Linked DNA regions of Mus musculus: region 2 is linked to region 1. Evidence: chromatin contacts called from public Hi-C data. All regions are on one chromosome and are shown on one strand. The core of a region is the stretch at or near the end of the contact, and the rest is flanking DNA. Distances in the headings are between cores, read along the strand shown. Region 1 holds the start of Pnma2 (paraneoplastic antigen MA2). Region 2 has its middle 20 kb from the start of Gm24258.

Region 1 (4,252 bases), core at 685-3,184:
AAGGAAGCGCCTTTAGGACTAACCTTCCTCTTGCCCTAGAAGGGAAGGCACACAGGATTCAATATAAAGTCATTCATAGATTGGTTTCTTATCTTCACCGCGAGCATGGGAGAGAAGCAGCAACCAAGCGTAAGACGCTGTGCAGTGTAAACGATCAGTTGAGGCATTAAAGCTGTGAAAAAATATTATACGAGCATAAATGTCACCCTGAAATGGAGGGAAATGTGTGTGAAAAGACCCCTGGGCTTGAAACGTGCCCTGCTGGGGATTACTGGACCATGTCAAACATTTTCCTTGACGAAGGATAGCCAAGCTAGCCTTCTTTGTCTCACCATTAACACAATCAGGGAGTCTTGCCTTCAAATGTGAGTCCTCCCTTCCCACCCTCATTTTTCCTTTCCTTTTTAGTTCTTTGAATATAATTCGCGTAGTCTCTCCCCATTCCCAAAGTGCTTCCCTTACAGCGCTGGGGAAGCGCTCTGAGAAGCCCTTGCCGAGACACTTAGCAGAACTTTGTTCTCTACATGGGCTATCTAGCTTTTCTCAGTGACATCACAACCTCCCGGACTCTTCACTGGCTGCTGAACACAGTCCAGGCAATGGTAAGAGGCTCCGGGCGCTGGCCGTGGTCCTGACCTCCTAGCTCAGAACCATGGTGCTGAGCGCACTAGAGGCGGGGACCTTGCCACACTGAGTAGCCATGTAAGCCCTTGTCCCTACAGACCCCAAGGGAATCCTCTAGTCTTCACTGCAGCCTTCCACTGCTCTCTTTGAGCTGCATCAAAAAAGGGTGGGGCTCTGAGCCGCAGCTGCAATCGGATGCCGCCCGGGAGGATTTAAGAACAGCACAGTGGTCCACCCCAATCGCCACTCGACGCCTCCAGCCCGGGGATCAGCTGGTCCCTGACGCGGGTTCCCCACCTCCCAGGGACAAGGAGGCTAGGGCAGCCTTTGTGGGAGCTCAAACGCCCACTGGCGAACCCGTGCCTCGCCGCACCCTGCGCGGTGAAGGGGTGGGCAGGGCGCGGTGCGCGTGCAGATGCGGGAGGCAGAGCTCTTGGTGCCGCGTGCTGGCTGGTGCTGGCTGCCACGCGGGGATGCTCGGTCCTCCGCGACAAGCCAGGGGGCAGCCCCGCGCTCCGATCCCACCCTCCACCCCCATACCAACCTGATCATAGATGTTCTGCAGGGCTTCCTTGCCCGAGGCCCGCCGGATCTCCACCTTCCGGCTCGATTCAACAGATGGCTCCCCACTGGCACGCCGGCTCTGCCGGTGCGGGTCGGGGCCCAAGTGGGCGACATCGCGCTGCTGAGCCACCACTTGCCCCGAGCCCCGGCCCACTGAAAGCGAGTCGAAGTCGATGGTCTTGTTCTCCGAGGACCCTTCCACAGGGCAGAACATGCCGCAGAATTTCTGCCGCGGCTTGGGACTGCCGGAGCCCAGGTTTTTAAAAAAGGCAGGGACCTCTTCGTCCTCTGCTGCCTTTCCAGATTGCTTTCTCTCGGCCATGGCTCAGGGGGCGCTGGGGAAGGTCCTGTCTGTTCGTCCGTCCGTCCGTGGTTTCCTAAGTCTCCCTAGCTGGGTGTGCACTAGCCTCTTGCTGCCGCCGCGGCTGCCTCTCCCTGCCTACCGCAAGGTGCACAGAAAGGATGGAGAGCTGGCGAACCGGCGACCCACCCCTCGCGGTCCCTCCTCCTGACCCCGCTTTCTCCCTCCCTGCCCACGCCCCCCGGCGCCGCCACGCCACCTCCGAGCAAAGTTGGATCTGAGCGGGCGGTCGCTGCGGCAGAGGATGCCAGTTCCCGGCAACGCGGGGCGGGGCGGAGTGGGGCGGGGCAGGAGGAACGCAGGATCAGGAGGGAGGGGACAAGGAGGGAGAGGACCCAGAAGGAGGAGACGGAGAAGGGAGGGTACGAGGGGGTGGGGGGCGCCCGGAGCCTGCGCCCCGGAAGTAAAGCGGACACTCCACCCGCTAATGGACGCGCGGCAGCCGCCCGACAGACCTCTCTCGGCGCCAGGGTGAGTGTCGGATAGCTATAGCCGGGCAAGGACCCGAAGGCTCAGACCCTAGTCCAGAGCCCCTCTCCCCGACCTGCCTCACTGCATTGCTAAGGTGGCCCTGGGGCTCCCCTGGCCTCGGGTGAGAGCTGAGGGTTGAGGGAGCCAAGGTTCAAGCCTGAAGGCTCTTGGAAACTGGGCAGGGGTGACCCTGGAAACAGCAAAGTCTACTCCGGGATAACCAAGTATCCGGCACCAATGCTTCAGTTTACCCACGACCTGGGCGCCAGGGCGCGCACTGCAAGGAGCAGAAGGAAAGGAGAATGTTCTCCCTGCTTGCAGCCCCTGTGGTTGGGAGGTGGGGCTCACAACATGGCGGGGGCGAAAAAGCAGAGGAGCATAGCAAATGCAAGCGGTGACCGGGGGAGAAAGCAGCAAGCCTGCGGTGCGGGGGGGGGGGGGGGGGGCATAGTAAAGAATGCAGACTGAGGATTGCGCTTCAGCATAGAAACTGGGGACCCGTAACATCATCTGAAAAGGCCATGCCCTGCACATCAGCCATTGCCTCAGAAAAGGCTCAGAAGAGTCCTGGATTTGATATCTCCAATCCCTCAAAACACACACACACACACACACACACACACACACACACACACACACACACCCAAAACGGAAAATGGTTGGGGACTAAGCAGACTGAAGCACACTCATCTTGCTTTCAAGTCGCCCCGCCTAGCTTCCCCGCCCCTGTTGCACGCTGCGCAGGAGGCCCGGGAGTTTGCCAGATGTTCCTTCTCTAGGGCCGCAGCGGTTTGCATGGAGGGTAGAGGTAGATTGCTGTTCAGGGGAGGGTTACATGCTGTGTGAGTTGTGGGCAGCCAAAGTGTGGGGATTTGGAGTGTGTGCGCGCGTGCACACGGTTCAGCCACGACCGCCAGGTTCGAGGCTTTTCCTTGCTTAGTCCCACCTCCTGGTCCTGGCTTGGTTGCATTTAAGCCCCTCCTGTTTTTCCAGAGTGGCTGAAAGCTGCAAAAGTGTTGCCCATCCTTTAGGGGTTCTGGAGCGAGATCTGAGCATGCTCACTAAGATGGATGGGTTTGGTCTAGGAGAGGCAGTTTACTGCAGCGTGTTCTCACAGGGCGTTGTGACCAAGAAATCAGTCCCATTGTCAGCCTTTGCTTAGGTAACGATTGCTTGCAGATATCAACGCCCCCAGTTGCCCGAGATAGCTTGATTGATGGAGTCATAATTTGTGCGCACACACACACAATCCTGTAGGAGCCGAAAGGAGGGCCTATGGACCTTAGCACCAGAAATGCTTGGAATTTTCTTATAAAGTGTCCATTGGAATTGTCAATGCCACACTAAAGCCCTGAGGTCTTTCATCCTCCCTGCCTTCCAAGTTAGGACACCAGTTTATGAGTCATTACGCCTAAAGTCATGTGTCTAGTTGTCCAGGCCTTTGCCCCAAGAGCCTGGTTCCTTCAACAGGTTATCCTATAGGCCTCTTTAGTGAGAAAAGTACAAAATCCTTGCATTCTTCCATACCCAAGCATTTCCCTGGTGGTTCTTTTGTACATCAAGGGTGTTTCATTTACAGTCTTAAAATCTTTTTTGGTTAACCTTCATTTATGTATATGGATGTTTTGCTTGAATGTTTGTACATGCACTGTGTACAGGCCTGGGGCCATTGGCGGCCAGACAAAAGTGCCAGATTCCCCTGGAATTGAAGTTACAGAGTAAGCCAACTTGTGGGTGCTAGTAACCAAACCTGTGCATTTCACCACTAAGCAATCCCTCCAGATGTGTGAGGCCTTAGTTAATTGAAGAGCAACCCTTGTAGGTATGGTTACCATTGGGTTAAAGGTCTCAAAGGCTAGCAGATTTCAGCATGACAATTTTTCTGTGAATCTGGACATTTGGTGTTTTTTGTTCATTTGTTTGTATTTGTCTTTTTTGTTTGTTCGTTCGTTTTCTGTTTGTTTCGGTTTTTCAAGAGAGGGTTTCTCCGTGTGACAGCTCTGGCTGTCCTAGAACATACTCTGTAGACCAGGCTGGCCTGGAACTCAGAGTTCTGCCTGCCTCTGCTTCCCAAGTGCTAGGATTACAGGCATGCGCCACCACTACCCAGCATGTCGCTTGTGTTTGTTTTTGCTCTTTCTGAGACAAGGTCCTGTTTGTAAGCCCAGGCTGACCTCAAACTCCCGATGTAGCCAAGGGAGTTAAACTCCTGGCTCACTTACCTTCACCACT
Region 2 (4,252 bases), core at 562-3,061, 39 kb after region 1:
CCCCACTGCCATGCGGTGTAGCCAGGAGGTAGGCTGGGAGGCAGAAGGGACACACGGAGAGGCAGACAGGCATGCAGCAGGCTTGGCACTTGCTTATGAGTGGCTAGGCTGGAAGAATGGTGCCCTCAAATGTAAGAGTCCCATAAAGGAAGTGTCAGGCATGGCTGGTGTGTATGGGAAGGGCACGCTCCCAAGGGTGTTCTTTATTATCTGATGGCAGCTGGCTCACACAGGGAGGGCATCAAGGACTCAGGCGAGTTGTCAGAGCATGAGAAGTTTTAAAAGTCTGCTTTCTACAGGGGCTCAGTGTCTGACAAGCATACATGGCCAGTGATGGATGCCGAGCCTTCCTGAACTGCCAAGATGCTGAATCTTTCCAGAGCTCCACCAGGAGAGACTGGGGAGGCCCCAGACTCCAGCTCTGCCTGGAACCAAGCTCCTAGATTCAGTGAGACTCAGTTTCTACTTCCTGATTGTGTGGGCAGCTTAGACATGCTAAAGGCCTTCGTGACACAAGCCAGGGGTGGAGGCCTAAGCCTGTAACACCAGCAGGCAGTGGCCTGAGGCAGGAGAATAGAGTTTGAGGAGGACCCGGGCAAGATCTTGCCTCAAAAATAAAAATAAAAATGAGGAGCTGGCAATGTCAGCTGAGGGTCATCAGGCAAGGGCAGTGCCCCCCCCCCCCAAGGCTGCTTGCCAGAGCTTGATTCCCTAGAACCCACAGGGCAGAAGGGGAGCTGACTCTCAAAAGTTGTCCTCTGGCCTCCACAAACATTCACGGCTCCTTTCCTCATACAAAATGAATAAACAAATAAATGTTAAAAATAAGAAGAAAAAGAAAAGGAAGGGAGGGAGGGAGGGAGGGAGGGAGGAAGGAAGGAAGGAAGGAAGGAAGGAAGGAAGGAAGGAAGGAAGGAAGGAAGGAAGGAAGGAAGGAAGGAAACCAAAATGGTGGTTGCAATACTTACTGGCTTCAGCAGTTTTCCACAAGGAGGTGGACTCTGCCAGCCTAAGGCCCGTCTGTCTGAGTGACAAGAGGCCAGTGCTCATGTCTCACTCGGCCACCTCTGCAAGCTGGAATGATTTACCTCAGCAGTTCCATTTTTCAAGGAATAATAGTAATAAATAGTACCTGCCCCACCTACTGGAGACCACATGATGCCGACTGGAAGGCACTCACGTGTTCCACAGAAACCGTAAGTGTGGTGAATGCCTCCACTTCTAGAAGCTTCTCCTAGCCTTCATTTCTCTCTGGGCGGCATTAGCACTTTCACAGGCTTGGAATACAGGATTTAATAAATCTTATCTGACTTTTGAGGGGCCAGGAGCCCCCAGCTGTCACCTGGGCTGCACGTCTTATGAAGAGTGGCAGATGGCAAACGTGCGTGGGAGCAGCTGCGAGACGTCACACGTCACTAGGGAGGCACAGATGGAAGCCACCGCAGGGACCAGGGTACACACACCTCTTAGAATGGCTGACATCCAAGGTTCTGACGGTCACAAGCAAGGGTGGGGCGGCAGGAGCTCTCTCCTCTGCTGCTCGCTTTGAGGAAGACTGGCCTGAAGACAGCTCTGCAGCTCTGTACAAAACTAAACAGTCCGACCCAGCACGACTCAGGAGTCACACTCAGATACATCTGCTAGAAACCATGTCCACACACAAAGCTGCACACAGATGCTTACAGGGGGTGTATTTATTTCACTAAAAAGGGGAAGTGAACGGACAAACCCTACAATGTCTGAGTCTATTATCACAGGGACTGTCCAGAAGGGCAAAACCTTGGAACAATAAACCATCAGGGCGTGGCACGGCCTTGAGGTGAGATGTAGGCACGGCAGGTGCACTGGAGGGGTTTTTAGGGCAGGGAAACAACTCTGTATGACACTGTAATGATGAACAATTGTTGTCACACATCTGTCAAGACCCAGCAAACCGGCATAGCGCAGCACGGACCTAATGTAAAACTATGAAGCTCAAATGATGGTGCGCCGATATTGGCCCATAAGTGGAAAACAATGTACACTATTAAGGCGAGATGTTACCAACAGGCCAGACATAGGGGTGTTTGCCCAGATTCCCAACCTCTGGGGAGTCAGGAAGATCAGTGGTGTTCAGAAGTTCAAGTCTAGCCTTGGCAACACAGTGAGACCCTGTTCTGTTCATGAAAAACAAGGCTGGCAAGAAGACTCAGCTGGTAAGGGTGCTGTCACTTTGCCTGATGTCCTGAGTTTGAGCTCTAGAACCCATAAAGCGAAAGGAGAGGCGCATTCTCGCTCAGACTCAGTGTATGCGCATGCGCGCACCATGCCCGGAAGCTAACTTTCTGATGTCAGGTTTCTCCTACCGTGGGTCCTAGGGAGGCTTGGGTCTGGCCACGGTGCTTTGCCGGTTGGGCACATCACTGGACTGCCTTCCTAGCGTTTACAAGGATTTGTTGGCAGTTTCCTTTGCAGCGCCTCACATGTGTCTTTGCTTTGCATGCTGGATTCTGAACCCTGGTAGGTCGTGGAGAGGCTCTCTGGTCTGGGCTCTAAATGCCACCGTTTGGGCGTCCACTCTTTGTCTAGTTCGGGAAGTTGCCGCTCTGACTTTACTGAGCAGACTCTGCCTCCTGGTTTTAGCACAGCTCCTGTAGGCTGGTCTGTCTCTGATCGCTTCATCACAGCTCAGCTTCTTTTCGGATGCTGACACTTGAACTCCGAATTTCCTCAACTCCATCCACCATTTTTTTTTTTTTTTTAAATAAAATGTTCAAATCTCTTTTTTAAAAAAAGATTTATTTATTTATTTTATGAGGATGAGTACACTGTAGCTGTCTTCAGACAAACCAGAAGAGGGCACCAGATCCCATTGCAGATGGTTGTGAGCGACCATGTGGTTGCTGGGAATTGAACACAGGACCTCTGGAAGAGCAATCAGTGCTCTTAAACGCTGAGCCGTCTCTCCAGCCCTCCATTCTCCATCTTAACGTTCTTTCTTCTGCTTGGTTCAGGATGTTCGTCTACCACGAGTGACTGTGTTGGTTTGTTTTGTTTTTTTGGTTTTTTTCCCCCTTCAAAATTTTCATTTCCAACACTTCTGTTTTGTTTTCAGACTCTAATGTTCTTTGTTGAATTTTCCTGCCATGCTGCTAACTAGTGCATACATACTGACTCTCTCGTCCATTTGCTGACATTTCCTTCCATGAGCCTGACCGTCTTCTCTGGGTCCTGGATTCAGCCCACCTGTTGTCTGTATCCTCTGGAGTCACTGGTCAGTCTTACAAGTAAACGTCTGAAACCTGTGTCTCTTGCCTACCTTGGTGGCTTTGAATTCAGTGACTGGAGAGTTGGGCTCTTTTGAAGGGTCATGTTACCTGGCTTTTCCACACGCTTCTGTCCTGTGACTTTGTTAGTGGGACCTCTCTTCCAGCTTTTTTGGGGAATCTTCCTGTGAGCAGTCTAGTCTAGAGGGCTGAATCCCCAACGCTGCTCAGAGCAAAGAAAGAAAACTATTGTAACAAGGATCTCAAACCCTGCAACATACAGAATGACTGAAAAGCAGTTAGAGCCCCAAGCAGGACCAAAACTGATCTAAGCCTGGAAATGTCTAACGCAATGCAGAATGAGCTGTCAGGTTAGAAAGTTAGAGCAAATGCGGGGACAGTCAATGAGAGGAAGGAAAGACGTAGAAAGAAGGAAGGACAACAGGAGAGCAAGTTAAAGAGGGAAGAGAGAAACGAAGCAGAGCAGAATGCTTTGAAGAGCAAGAACGAGGAGTAAGAGATGATAAAAACAGATTAGCATAAGATCTCCCAGTAATTAGAAAGCTTAAAAAACAAAATCACACCCATGTAAGAAGAGGAATAAAAATTTTAAATGCTAGATTTTAAAAAAAAATGAAACTAATAAGATAAGTCAAAACAGCTGTGGCGGGCGGGGGGGGGGGAGCTAAGATTCTATTCTGCACATAGTTTTCTGTGCAGTTATAACTGTGTGAGAGGGAGAAACTGCCCGTAAGTATTGCAGCAGGGGACTCAAATAAACTTTTTTGAGAATTGGGAGTGGGGTAAAAAATTTGTCCAGTAACAAGAAAAAACTGCATGAGGGCTGGAGAGATGGCACAATGGTTGAGACCATTTCCTGCTCTTCCAGAGGACTTGGGTTTAATTCTCAACATGGCAGCTCACAACCATCTATAACTCCAAATGTCCTCTTCTGGCCTCCACAGCCAATGGGCATGGATGTGGTACACAGACATAAGTGCAAGCAA

Evidence for each region. A called contact is a pair of places that touch in the nucleus more often than the background predicts.
Region 2: a contact with region 1 is called in a Hi-C map of cerebral cortex, with 5 times the contacts expected there. The contact joins the enhancer-like site here to the promoter of Pnma2 in region 1. A contact is called at or near these places in 1 of 39 promoter capture datasets (trophoblast stem cells), 10 of 484 Hi-C or Micro-C datasets (the AML12 cell line, the G1E-ER4 cell line, the N1E-115 cell line and 7 more), 10 of 115 datasets of contacts at active chromatin or transcription factors (SST interneurons, embryonic forebrain, embryonic hindbrain and 5 more) and 1 of 9 other capture datasets (pancreatic islet).

What each region holds. Positions count from the first base shown.
Region 1 is chr14:66,909,274-66,913,525 of GRCm38.p6, forward strand. It overlaps Pnma2 (paraneoplastic antigen MA2), which reads left to right and starts at 1,935. Exons shown (of 3, transcript NM_175498.4): 1 at 1,935-2,020. It overlaps Dpysl2 (dihydropyrimidinase-like 2), which reads right to left and starts at 1,768. Exons shown (of 14, transcript NM_001378767.1): 1 at 1,169-1,768. The coding sequence starts at 1,510.
Region 2 is chr14:66,948,725-66,952,976 of GRCm38.p6, forward strand. No RefSeq gene overlaps it. Among named protein-coding and RNA genes, the nearest start is that of Gm24258, 20 kb to the right of the region's middle. Within about 2 kb of position 1,812, at least 18 of the 459 cell types and tissues checked have an H3K27ac peak or open chromatin away from gene starts, as enhancers often do. A contact at or near this core is called in cerebral cortex, where this site is marked.